4 separate regions of the Mus musculus genome follow, and regions 1, 2 and 3 are each linked to region 4. A link is a contact called in public Hi-C and promoter capture Hi-C data. All regions are on one chromosome and are shown on one strand. The core of a region is the stretch at or near the end of the contact, and the rest is flanking DNA. Distances in the headings are between cores, read along the strand shown. Region 1 holds the start of I730030J21Rik (RIKEN cDNA I730030J21 gene). Region 2 holds the start of Hnrnpa1 (heterogeneous nuclear ribonucleoprotein A1). Region 3 holds the start of Dazap2 (DAZ associated protein 2). Region 4 holds the start of Eif4b (eukaryotic translation initiation factor 4B).

The links. Promoter capture Hi-C pulls out the DNA fragments that hold promoters and counts their contacts. Hi-C and Micro-C count contacts between places; a contact is called where the count stands out from the background.
Region 1: a contact with region 4 is called in a promoter capture Hi-C map of pre-B cells, with 4 times the contacts expected there. The contact joins the promoter of I730030J21Rik here to the promoter of Eif4b in region 4. A contact is called at or near these places in 3 of 39 promoter capture datasets (hippocampal neurons, liver and pre-B cells).
Region 2: a contact with region 4 is called in a promoter capture Hi-C map of pre-B cells, with 3 times the contacts expected there. The contact joins the promoter of Hnrnpa1 here to the promoter of Eif4b in region 4. A contact is called at or near these places in 3 of 39 promoter capture datasets (hematopoietic stem and progenitor cells, liver and pre-B cells) and 1 of 9 other capture datasets (pancreatic islet).
Region 3: a contact with region 4 is called in a Hi-C map of muscle stem cells, with 3 times the contacts expected there. The contact joins the promoter of Dazap2 here to the promoter of Eif4b in region 4. A contact is called at or near these places in 5 of 39 promoter capture datasets (the 3T3-L1 cell line, cranial neural crest, erythroid cells and 2 more), 2 of 484 Hi-C or Micro-C datasets (the G1E-ER4 cell line and muscle stem cells) and 1 of 115 datasets of contacts at active chromatin or transcription factors (extraembryonic endoderm stem cells).

The regions. Positions count from the first base shown.
Region 1 is chr15:100,731,469-100,734,794 of GRCm38.p6, reverse strand. It overlaps I730030J21Rik (RIKEN cDNA I730030J21 gene), which reads left to right and starts at 2,058. Exons shown (of 3, transcript NR_045782.1): 1 at 2,058-2,255; 2 at 2,357-2,431.
Region 2 is chr15:103,239,112-103,242,029 of GRCm38.p6, reverse strand. Hnrnpa1 (heterogeneous nuclear ribonucleoprotein A1) reads right to left here and starts at 1,633. Exons shown (of 11, transcript NM_001039129.4): 1 at 1,502-1,633; 2 at 834-950; 3 at 438-584; 4 at 1-127. The coding sequence starts at 1,516. Cbx5 (chromobox 5) reads left to right here and starts at 2,178. Exons shown (of 5, transcript NM_001076789.2): 1 at 2,178-2,297.
Region 3 is chr15:100,613,625-100,616,940 of GRCm38.p6, reverse strand. Dazap2 (DAZ associated protein 2) reads right to left here and starts at 1,279. Exons shown (of 4, transcript NM_011873.2): 1 at 1,217-1,279; 2 at 1-28. The coding sequence starts at 1,229. It overlaps C330013E15Rik (RIKEN cDNA C330013E15 gene), which reads left to right and starts at 1,831. Exons shown (of 2, transcript NR_045701.1): 1 at 1,831-2,157; 2 at 2,251-2,801.
Region 4 is chr15:102,072,378-102,075,511 of GRCm38.p6, reverse strand. Eif4b (eukaryotic translation initiation factor 4B) reads right to left here and starts at 1,739. Exons shown (of 15, transcript NM_145625.3): 1 at 1,549-1,739. The coding sequence starts at 1,561.

The DNA.
Region 1 (3,326 bases), core at 809-3,308, 1.3 Mb after region 4:
GATTTGAACTCCGGACCTTCGGAAGAGCAGTGAGATGCTCTTACCCACTGAGCCATCTCACCAGCCCTGTTTTGTTTATTTTCAACACAGAGTTTCTCTGTGTAACAGCCCTGGCTGTCTGGAACTCCTCAAACTCAGAGATCTCAGAGATCTGCCTGCCTCTGCATCTCACGTGCTGGGGTTAAGTGTGTACACTATCACTGCCAGCTCATATTTTTAACATGTTGAGTTAAAACATCATTTCTCGGCAGGGCATGGTAGTGTGTGCCTGCAATCTTATCACCTGGAAGCAAAAGGCAGGAGAATCACAAGTTCAACAACATCTTTGTCTAAATAATGAATTCCAGGCCAACCTGAACTGCACAAAACCTTGTCTCTCACATATATAAATACACATTTCTCTTGATTATTGGGTACTTTGCCCCCTAAATTTTCCACATAAGACAAATATCTCATTTGCTATACTCTAGTACTGACCTCTACCCAGGCTTAAATCCTCTTATAACCGTCAGGCTCCCCAGTCTGACCACTGGGATCTAGAAAAGAGCGAAGGCTTGCCTGTCTTTGTATCTCCGTGTACCTGTGCTCACACAGAGGCCAGCACAGCAGACTTCAACAGTATTTAGAGGCCAGATACGGTGGTACCCCACTGTTTGAGGCAGGAGGATGTAACCCTGTGACAGGGCCACAGATCTTAGCACAGTTGACCCCGTGATGGAAGCACCATCCAGAGTGTGAAACTCAGCCCGTAGACAGCACCACCTGCAACTAAAACAGACCTAATCCACCTAAGTCCACGGCTCTGGGAAAGTCTCAGAGCGTACTAACCTTGCTTTGGCTTCTGTAGTTCTGCTTCTAGCTAACTGTTCTTGCTAACTGAAATGTGTCAACAGAATGTGGTTTTTATCCTTAAAGAGAAAAGACTTGGCTACACAGGGATCTCGTTATAACACCCAGTGTCCTGCTGGCCGGGGCCGGCTAATAGACTTCGTATCGGTTTAAACTGTGTGTGCGCAGTCATCTCTGGTGGACACCACAGAGCAGCTCTAGGCCAGCTTGAGTTGTATATAAATAAAAACCCTATTTCAAAGCACCAACAACCATAACAAAACAATCTTTAAAGGAAGGAAGGAAGGAAGAGGAAGGAAGGAAGGAAGGAAGGAAGGAAGGAAGGAAGGAAGGAAGGAGAAAGCCACCAACAACACTGTAGGATTAGAAGGTAGTGTTGTTTATTATTTACCAGAGACTAAAAGCATTAAAAAAATAAACAAACCGCACTTTGTTTTGGGTTTTGGCTGTTGTTTTAGAGTTGGGTTCTGGTTTGGTTTGGAGATAGGGTCTCATGTTCCTGAGTCTGGCCTGGATGTAGCCAAGGACTCCGGATCTCTCTTGCTTCCAACTCCCAGACACTGGGATTACAGTATACGCCACTGGCTTCAGATTTTTGGTTTTGTTAGGCTGGCCTCAAACTTACTTTGCAGTCAAGACGACCTTTAACCTCCTGACTTTTTTAAAAGTTTATTTACCCTTTATTTTATGTGCACTGGCATTCTGCCTGCATGTACATCTATGTGGGCACGTCAGATCTTGGAGTTACAGACAGTTGTAAGCTGCCATGTGGGTGCTGGGATTTGAACTCCGTTCCTCTGGAAGAACAGTCAGTGCCCTTAACCCAGTCCGCACTTCTAACCTACATCATCACACTTCTGTGATTTCTGGCCTATGCTGGTGTGGTATCTGGGGATCAAACTCAGCTCATTGGGATTGTACTTTTCCCCACAGAGGCACCTCGCCTGGCCCCCACAAGTGTTTCTGGATAAGAGGCTAGCCCTCTCTGTGAAGGGCAAGACTCCCCTCCCCTGAGTCTGCCACACTCAGAAGCCGCTGTCTCTCTCCAGGGCCTGAGAGTGGGAGGAAGGGAGCCATAAGGGGCAGAACTGACGTCACCAGCTCACAAAGCTGCCTTGTCTCTCTGCTTCAGCAGATCTGCTCCTCACTGAACTTCCTGCGCTATGGTGGGGAAGCCCCTTGAAAAAAAGAAAAAAGGAGACGGAAGTGCAGAGCACTCCAAACCAGAACCTAAATGGTAGAGCAACAAACAGCAGCCTGTGCGGGAAGATAATGAAATTTACAAAGCTTCTAGGAAGGCCCATCTCAAGTCCTTGCAGCTGAGAGAATCTGAGCCTGCCACCTCAGAAGTGCCTAAGGATGGTTGTGAGCATGTGTGGATGACTTCTTCAGGAGCCGGACAGCAGGTTGGGAGGCATCTTGTCCTGGTGCCCGATTTTCCCTTTATTTAGTACACATATAAACTTGTCATTTAACAGAAATCATGTTCTTTTCTTTTCTTTATTAGTACCGTGGGTGTGAGTGAGTGTGGGTGCTTGTGTGGAGAACAAGGACAACTTTTGGGAATCGATTCTCTTACCATGTAAGTTCTGGGGACTAAACTCAGGGATCAGAGGTTGCACAAGTGCTTTCACCTGCTGAGACACATCGATGCCCCTCCCCCCTTTTTGAGTTAGGGTCTCATGCAGCCCACAATGGTCTCAAACTTATTTAGCCAACAGTGACCTTGAACCCTGATCCTCCTGTCTCCCTCTCTCAGCTGCTTGGATTGGAGGTGTGTGTCACCGTGTTCAATTAATGAAAGCCAAATTTTAAGTGGGCTGCCACCAGCGGAGGTCAGGGTGTCCCCTTCTGCCCTGTGGTGCATCAGAACCTTCCCATGCAGTGGGGAAGGGAGCCCTCCCCAACCCCTGCTAGGAGAGAACGCAGTGTTTTAGGGATAAGTCTACAGCAGGCACCTCCAAATTAGACAGCTAGTCATTATGAAGACTTAAGTCACCTTTAAAATCATAGTCAGGCATGGTGGTTCATTTGTCTAATCCCAGCACTTGAGAGGCTGACTCACGAGGATTGAGACCAGCTTGGCTAGCTACAGGAGGCCTTTTCTTGAAATGCAAAAATGAAAGGGGGGGTGGCTCACACCTTTAATCCCCACACTAGAGAGGTAGAGGCAGGTGGATCTCTGAGTTTGAAGCCAGCCTGATTTACATAATGAATTCTCAGACAGCTAGGGTTACTTAGAGAGATTCTGAATCAGATAGATAGATAGATAGATAGATAGATAGATAGATAGATAGATAGATAGATGACCTCTGACCTGCATGTACAACACACACACACAAATCACTAAAAGAAACAGATTGAAAATGATCAAAGTGCATTATATATACATCTACGAAGTGTCATAATGAAACCTTTGTTTCCCATAACTAATGAACGCTAATCAACTTCTTATTCCCAAAGTGAACTCATTAATA
Region 2 (2,918 bases), core at 384-2,883, 1.2 Mb before region 4:
TTTCTATCACTTCAATCTTCCCATACTGCTCAAAATAATCTCGTAGGTGATGTTCTTCAGTGTCTTCTTTAATACCACCAACAAAGATCTTTTTCACAGTTAAGTGGGCACCTGGTCGCTGAGAATCCTAAAAAGGAAAAATGACTTCAGTTATTTAGTAGTAGCAGTTTCTAAATGACTGGGAAGGTGTGGTGGCCCACCCCCCCCTTTTTTTCAGAGACAGGGTTTCTCTATATATCCCTGGCTGTCCTGGAACTCACTCTGTAGACCAGGCTAGCCTCGAACTCAGAAATATACCTGCCTCTGCCTCCGGAGTGCTGGGATTAAAGGCGTGTGCCACCACCTCCAGGCCCTCGCCTTTAATACCACTTGGGGGGGATCTCCCAATTGAGGACTGCCCCAATCATAGTCTCAGGTTAAAGAGAAAAACCACTCACTTCTCTTGAGACAGCTCTCTTAGGTTCCACAACTCTTCCATCCACCTTGTGTGGTCTTGCATTCATGGCAGCATCCACTTCTTCCACAGTGGCATATGTGACAAACCCAAAGCCCCTGGATCTCTTGGTGTTTGGATCTCTCATTACCTGTTTAGAGTTAATTCAATCAATACACTGCCTGATCTCAGAATCAAAAGCCATTCCTAGTCTGATCAAGGCAAACATGAAACTTCAGAGTGGGGGGGTGGAAATGTAAGCTTCTTACAGATCTGAAGAAAGCCCCAGATTTTTTTTTACCATCCCATTAGTTAACTTCACAAAACAATTTAGCTAAGAAGCAGCAGATTAAATCGGAAGAAATAAGCCAGCTCTTCCTTTTGTTTCTTTTAATCTTACCACACAGTCTGTTAGTGTTCCCCATTGCTCAAAATGGCTCCTCAGACTCTCGTCGGTTGTTTCGAAGCTCAGCCCTCCGATGAAGAGCTTCCGCAGCTGTTCTGGCTCCTTGGGAGACTAAAGTGGAGGAGGGAGTGTTTAGCGGAGGGGCTGGAACCTGGGAAAATGAATCAACACCCCGCAACAACACATGCTACACTTTTTTATTGTTCTTTATTACTGCACGAGACCACGTGCTCCTTCCTAGGCTAGGAGGTGCTGCTGGGGATTCACTCGAGTTGCACGCAGCGCATGCGTCCTTACTTTTACTTCATACGCACGCGCAACAAAGGGCACAGGTTAGTCGGGTCCATCCCCATTAAGACTTAATATCTCTTTAACAAGCGATTGTTAGACCAGAATGGGGGAGGGGAAGAAAAGGCCACACTCCCCAGATCATTAGTCTGTGAAGTTTGCCACAAGGAACAGTGCATGGACGTTAATGGCGGTCGGATCGCAGCCTCATGGTGACTATGAGGACAAAATGGCGACCTGCATTTTTTTAAAGTAGGCCTCAGCACTAATCGATAAAACACCGAAACCACGGGTGCGAGCAGCAAAACACGTCACATCCCGCTATATTCAGTAAGTGTGGAAGAAAGAGAAGCTGCAAAGCGCATCCAACTTACCTCGGACTTAGACATGACGGTAGAGTTACGAGAGCCTTCAGCGATGCTTCCTCGGCAGCGTCAAAGAGCAGAAAGGAATACGATAACGAACGTGCCCGCCAGCCTACCTTCTGCTCGCCCTTTTATCCCGCCTCCTCGCTCTCGGTATTGGTAGACTCCGCCCTTACTTGAGTCTTATTGGAGATTTGAAATTATTCCCTCCCACCATTGGCCCGTGAAGACGCCCTGCTAAGAAACGGCATCCGTTTGGGCGTTCTATTCAGACTCCGCCCCTTTGAGTCACTGATGCCCCAAGGGATCTTATCCTTAATCGCATTGATTGGCTAACTAGCCAGTCACTTATATTTGAATGTATTCACGTCTTTTAAATGCCTTTCATAACTTTCCCACACCCGAACATTACAAACTCACTCGTCAAAGGACCGCACGCTACAAAGTAGCTCACCGCGACTTTTCCCAGCCACTCCCTATAAGGCGCATGTGTAATAAAAATGGCGAGTTCACGCCGGCGCACTACGATGTTCCGCCTGCTGCCTGGAACACGTGAAATGGCGGGCGGGAGAGGGTTGTGAACCTAGGCGCCTGCGTAGTGGCGGGACCAGCGTCCAGTTTTGCGCAGGCGTTTTGGGCGGAGAAAAGGTCCAAGCCCAGGATTGGTTGCGCAGGCGCAGGGAAGGATCCGTTTTGGCGGGCGGTTGGCATTGCGCAGAAGGCGGCGGTAGCGGTGGCTTGTGGTGCCGCTTTACCACAGAGGAACCGTGCAGGCCTTAGCGTGAGTGATCACTTTAGATCTTGGGTAAGTGGCAGAGTCTCGTCTACCCGTACGAGATCTTGAACCCGCTCCCATTGCACCGGTTATTGTACGAAATGAATGGACCGCTGAACTGGTGGGGGGGGGGGTGGACGACGACAGTGAAGGGGCCGCGACGGGTCGGGCCAGCCAATAGGACAACTGGGGCGGGATGTTTTATCCTTGCAGGTTCTGTGAAGCTGCCTTGCCGAAGCATTTGACTGGCGAGCCTATAGGCCAATTGGGTTTTCCTATAGCTGCCTACCGATCGGTCCTTGGGCCATCGGAATGTGGGAGGCGGGTTTTTCTCGCCTGAGTTGCGTCTCTCCGAGCCAATGAGCCCCAAGCGCGCGATTGGCCGGCCTTCCCCAAGAGGCAGAGGCTGGACTCCTGTGGGGAGCGCGGGAGTTGGCTGGTTAAATTCTTAGAGCAAGCCAGGAGTCACTAGAAAGACAGGATTCCCCCCTCCCCCCCCCAATAAAGCTTACTCTTGCATTTGTGGGGGCGAGTATTTTAACTTAAAATGACTCCTATAACTAAGGCATTCATTCTGTATATTACCTTAGGGAAAACATATGTTTTCTTGTGGCCCTTGAGTTAATCATTTTTCTTGTAGTTTTTGGTACG
Region 3 (3,316 bases), core at 30-2,529, 1.5 Mb after region 4:
GGGTAGGTAGGCTGTGTTGGATATTGACCTGGAATACAAAAGGGGAGGAGAGATGTTGTCTGTCAGATTAGGAGGGGAGGTGGCAAACAGGAAAGATGCTCAGTGTGTGAGACAAAGTGCTGCTCTTCCTGAGGACCCCAGTTCTATTCCCAGCACCCACATATGACACAACCTCCTTTCAACGCTACCTTCTGCCTTGGTGGGCACCTACACTCACACTCACAGACACTTACACAGGCAGAGGCAGGCACACTTTGAATAAAAACAAGTTTGTAAGCAGAGCTACTAGACGGGCCAGGGTGCACAGGGTGGGGAGCAAGCAGAAGAGCTGCAAATAAGGCTGCCTTATTTCTTAGAGCCAGGAAAATAAGGATGGTCTCGGCACCCTCGCGCCCGAAGGTGCTGGCTTCTGACTGGGCAGAAGGCGCCGTTCCCACTAGCATACTGATTGATGGAGGCTAACTTGGCCATGTTCCCTTTCGAATAGAGGGCAGGTCTGAGGACCCGTTCCGGGGTCTCCGGACTGCTGGTGTCTTAGGGGACTCCTCTGGGTGATCTCCCCCGGGCTGTGCTGTAACCAGTCCTGACTCTGTGGGACCCACGGTTCTCAGTGTTTACCTCACGGGTTCCTAGTCAAGGTCGACCTCCAAAGAGTGAGTGACTGGAAGTTAACCGTGAGAAGGGCGGCGGGTGGAGGGGTGGGGAACGCGACCATGTTCTCACAAACATTAGCAACGCACAGGGGCGGCTACGAGTCCGGGCCCCGAGGAGGAAGCGCCAGAAGTCCCCGGCGGGCGAGAACGGGTCCTCGAGGGCCTGGGCCGTGCAGCGGAGCCGGCACCTCAGCAGTTAAGCTCGGCCGAGGCCTGTTGTTCCGAGGCGCGGCGCCCCGCCTCCGCCCGCCCTCCATTGGCTTCCCCAAATCCCTGCTCTAGCTCGCCATTCGCTCCAGCCGCTGTCCGTCACGGAAAAGCCCCCCCACCCCACACACAGGAGCCCGCGGCTCCAAACTGCGCCACACGGTTTATGGGGTCGGGGCCCAGAGGGCCGAGCGGCTGCGTTGTGGGGGTGGAGGGGGGCGGCCACGTCAGGTGCGGCCGCGCTGTGCGGCCCGCTGAAGAGAGCCGCACAGACCGCCCCAGGCCCGACGTCCCCCAGCCCGCTCGACCCGAACCCGCCCGCTTCCCCGACGGCCCCCGCCACTTCCCGGCCTTGCCTTTGCTGTTCATGGTGGCTCTGAGTCCGCTCCCACTCGGCGTCGCGGACGGTTATTTTTCTCGTCCTCTTCCTGTTCGGAGTCACTTCCGTGTCACGTGACGTTCGTCCACTCTGCGTCAGGAGATGCCCGAGTGCGCCGCCGCCGGAAACCCCGCCCCCTCGCAGGCCGGCCAGTCGCGGCAAGGAGGGCGCTCGCGGCCCTGCTCTGCTCGGAAGCCCCGCCCTCCCCGCGCGCTCTGCCCTCACGGCGCGCGCCTCCTCTGGGCTCGGCCCCGCCCCTCCCTGCGCGGCTTCGCCCTCACCGCGCGCTTTGCCCTCACTAATTGCCCCGCCCTCCCTGCGAGGCCCCGCCCTCCTCGCTCTCCCCGCGTTCCTTGCTCTCTCTGCGCGGCCCCGCCCTCACCGCGGTCCTTGCTCTCACCGTGCGCCCCGCCCTTATCACGAGCCACTCCTTCCCGCGCGGCCCCGCCCTCACCGCACCGCTAGCCCCGCCTCCCTGAACGCTCCGCCTTCACCGCGGGCTCCTCCTTTCTGCGCGGCCCCGCCCTCCCTGCGCGACCCCTCCCTCACCGCGCGCTCCTCCTTTCTGCGCGGCCCCGCCCTAAAGAAAGCGGAGTCAGCTCATCTCAGGGCGACTTCCTCACTGTGAGTCGCCTCTGCTCACCAAATTCAGGTGTGAACACAGGCTGTCACGACTCCACAGTGCCTGCGAGACGCAGCCCAGACCTCAGACCTTAGCCTGTCCGCCGTTCTGGTCCTTCCAGGCCTCTTGTTGAGGGCCCAGCGCCTGGCTTCGTGCTCGGAGATGGACCGTGTCCCCGCGCCCCGCCCCCTGTCCTGAGATAGACCGTGCCCCAGCACAAGCTGAGGGGACGCAGCCAGCACCTGCACCCTGGCCTGGCACGTCCTACGGGGACCTGAAAACTCCCTACAGATGTTGTGAGTGGTTTAGCCCGCGCTCAGTTGTCCAGAAGAGTAGCGACGACGTCTCTTAGGACAGTGATCACATTTTTTCCCGTTTCCTCGTTCCAGAATATCTGCTGAGCAACCGAACGCGCTCTCATAGATGCACAGAGGAACCGACCGCCGCAGCTGTCTGCAGAAGTTCGTGTTGTGCGTGGTCAAGTAGATGGGCAGGCTTTGGAGGGAGAGGTCCTTGGTGAACGGACTCCTGATTCGTCCGACACCGAAGGCCTTGCTTGTGTGTCAGGTGTCTATTTAACAGTTTGCGTGGCGTCCTGTAAATGCAGTTTCGTCCAGTCGGCAAGCACAGCAGCCTGAGAGGCTGATCTAGTTCAGCCTGGGGACCTGCGCATGAGTGTCATGGGTTCACGCCGACACACATATAAAAATAAACATTCGAGAAGAAAAGAAAAACTGATCTAAAGGACAGGTTACAGACTTGAGTTTTGTGTTCGGCCTCCCAGGTTCCGGGTCAGTATTTCCATTTTGGTTTCCTGTCAGCACACAGAGCATCCCCTAACTAGGCTGCGCTAACTAAAGGATGTTAGGGAACTCTCTTGGGTATTTTTTAAGTTCCCATTAAGTATTTATATTAATTTGATTTGGATTAAATCAGTATCATAAAGACTGTGGTATTTACATTTCCTTGACTAAAGCAAAGTATCCATAGACATATGAAATAAAAACAATAGTAGCAACAACATAAATTTAAAAAGTCAGATGCTGCTATGGGGTAACCATTCCAAGGACCACTGTCTTATGAAGAAAAGGTTAATTCAATATCCAGGCCCTCCTAGGGCTGACTCCTGAACGTGATAGCTGCTCTCGGCTTGGTCGATCGCTCCTATGCTAGGTGCCTGATACTTTGCTTAATATCCTGAACCCAAGGCCTGGGGATGCAGGAGCACCCCGCGGGAAATGGGGAGCTGCAGGCCGCTGCTGTTTCCACCAGGTGGAGCTAAGTAGCAGCTGGCTCCAGTCCCGGACAGCAGGGCGCATCGGTGTTTGTTCACTTAGCAAACACGCTTTCTTACAGGAATGTAGCAACTACTTAATGAATGCCCACTGTGTCAGGCCCCATCTTAGGTGCTAGAGAAACAACTGCGACGAGGCGGGCAGAGTCTTCCACCATTTT
Region 4 (3,134 bases), core at 490-2,989:
TTGTTCAATTAAGTGCTCTACTAACAAAAGCTGTTACCCAGGGTTGGGGATTTAGCTTGGAGTGCTTGCCTGGCACGGCCAAAAACTCTGTTCAATGTCCAGCAATGCAGGGGAGGAAAGGAAGTTCTCATGGCCGAAGGCAGTAGATTCAGTGAGAAAGTTTTCCAAAGACAGAACCCGATTTCCTTGTAATATTAGAAAAGATGGACTTCTGGTTAAGACACTGAATGTTGCCAGGCGTGTTGCTAAACACCTTTAATCCCAACAACCCCAAGGCAAGCCTGGTCAGATAGTCAAGAGCTAAATGAGAGACCTTGTCGCACAGTTTAGGCACAGCAATCCAAAAGGTATTTTTAACAGATTATGCTATAAAAAATAAACTAAAACGAAAACTAATGCTGGGTGTCTAAAAGCCCTCTGGTATTCACAGGTCCACTGCAAATGCCAAAAAAACCCAAAAAGCAAAAAACTTGGAAAACAAAACAAAACAAAAAAACAAAACCCGAAACGACCTCCACAAACCTCACTTGCAATGCAGGGAATATACATTCCACCAAACAAACAAACGCACGCAGAACCTCTAGCCACTATTTTAATAGCACCTTCTGGAAGTTTCCCAGTTATCTGGGAAAATGACAAAAGCTGAATCCTGACACTAAAACTACCCAAAAAATGGAAGTTCTATATAATGCAACGCCCCGATTTCCTTCCCCACCTCTGCCTGGCATATAGTGTGCACTCAATAAAAACTGTTGGTTGAATCAAGAGGTGGAAAGAAAAAGGCACAGGAGAAATCTAGGTGTCTATCCCTACAGCACCTAACACGTGGGAGCACCCTGGGTTCCCTACCCCCAACTATAGTGGGGCCAAACCTAATATGCGTTCGCTTGGGAGTACAGCGGCCGTGCCACGCTCCCAAACCGACTAAAGCTTAAAGTACAAGGTCATAAACGAGCAAAAGCCAGGTCCATCCAGGCTTCCCATCTGGAGTCCAGCAGCGCGTGTTTCTGAGGCGCGCCTTCTCCACCACCTCGCCTCGTCGCCCGTGCCGCGCACGCGCACCGCTGCTTTCATCGGCCCCTCCACAGCCTCGCGCTCGCGTTCTAACTGCACCCCCCCGCCCCCACGAGGGTCCGCAACGGCCTCGCGCCTTGGAGACCCGGCCCAATGTGTTCCGGTCCGCGCGCCAACCGCCTCCTTCCTCCACCCGCGCCTTGGCGCGGGCGCGGTGCTTCACGCCTTTGAGAGCCTCGCGCCTCCCGCACGTCTCTCTGTGCTGCCTCCTCCAATTGAAGGCAGGGTCCACCATTTCTGCCTACTCCAACCTCGCGCAACGGGGTGAAAAGGGTGTGAGGGGGAGGGGAAGGCCTTCCCCTCCCCCTAGACATCCCGAGGCGGTAACCTCAAGCGGCCATGCCGCTAGCCTGCCGCTGCCCCCAGGTCCGAAAGGAGCCGGTGCCTCCTGCCCCCGACCTCCAGCAAGGAGCGGACCAAGCCCGGAGGCTGTTTCCGAGCCTGGTCTTTGGCCACGCTCGGCCGCTCACTCACCTGAGGCCGCCATGTTGGGAGAGGGAGAGAGAACGCAAAGGACCCGGATGAGGCAGTCACGTGATTATAGCGGGCGCGACGGGCTTGGAGACGTGAAACCAGGAGGGGGCGGGGAGCCGAGGACGGAGGCAGAAGGCGGGGCGCCGCCGCCGCGCTGGGTTCGTAAAGCAGCGCGAGGGGGTGGCGCGGCGTCCGACGGGAAGACCTGCGCGACATGTGGCCGAAGGGGTGGAGTCTGAGCTGTCGCGAAACCCTTCGCTTTACGTCGGGCCCGGCGCGGCCGTCCGGTCCGATCTGCGCCCGGGGCGGAGTCTCCTGGCGCACAGACTTGTGGGTGCTGGATCGGCGCGAAGGGCGGGGTCGCACTTGCTGATTCTATGGAACAGAGTGGACTTGGAATCTAGAATGGGTGTGCCACAATTGATTTTTTCCGAAGGGAAGATTCTGAGTTTCTTTTTAAATCACTTTTTGTAAAGACAAAGAAAATATAATGTTCCGTAGAATGGTTTCAATTAAGAAGGTAACATTTGAACCATGGGCTTTTGCCTCATTTAACCCTCCAATGGACTGACAAGGGCCAGCACCGAGTGGCTAGCCACATTTCTTACAGCGAATGCTTCATTTTTTTTAAAAATATATATTTCAAAAAGTGAAACTATTGAACACCAGCCACGTGCCAGGCACTGTTTAACAGACATTTGTGGATATAAAAAGGGATTAAAACTACCTTGAATAAAATACTACAAATGATAAACATTACAGGTAAGTAGGCTAATAGAGTAAAAGGCAGTTGGGTACAACTCCAGATGGCCTGCCCCTCTACAAGAACAGGGAACATTCTTAGCCACTGAGCCACAATTCCAGCTCCTAAAATTTTTTTATGACCCTAAAACATACAAACCATAAAACAAACAAAAAACAAACAAATAAAAACAGGGGTTGGAGAGATGGCTCAGCGGTTAAGAGCACTGACTACTCTTCCAGAATTCCTAGCACCCACATGGCAGCTCACAACTCTAACTCCAGTTCCAAAGGATCTGACACCCTCATATAGACATACATGCAGCAAAACAGCAATGCACATAAAATAAAAATAAATATACTTTAAAAAATGATTTGCAGAAACAGGCATGGTGGCACATACCCTTAATTAATTTATTTACTTATATTTAATTTGGTGTTTTGAAACAGGGTCTCTCTACATAGCACTGGCTGTCCTGGAACTCATTATGTAGACCAGGCAAGACTTTAAATTCAGAGAGCCACCTATCTCTGCCTCCTGAATGCTGGGATTAACAGTATTCATTACCATGCCCAGCTGGCACACATCTCTAATTCCTACAGTTGGAAGGCAGACAAAGGCAAATCTCTATGTATAGAGAGTTTGAGGCTAATTTGGTCTACATATCCAGTTCCAAGTCAGCCAAGGCTACATACACACAGACCCTGTCTCAAAACAAAACTAAACAAAACAAAATAACCCCTAAACCAGCCAACCAAACAAAAACAAAACAAGAAGACAGAAATACTTTTCTTAGCTCAGTATGGAGCACCACATACAAAAGTGGTAATCACCGTGCTTGGTA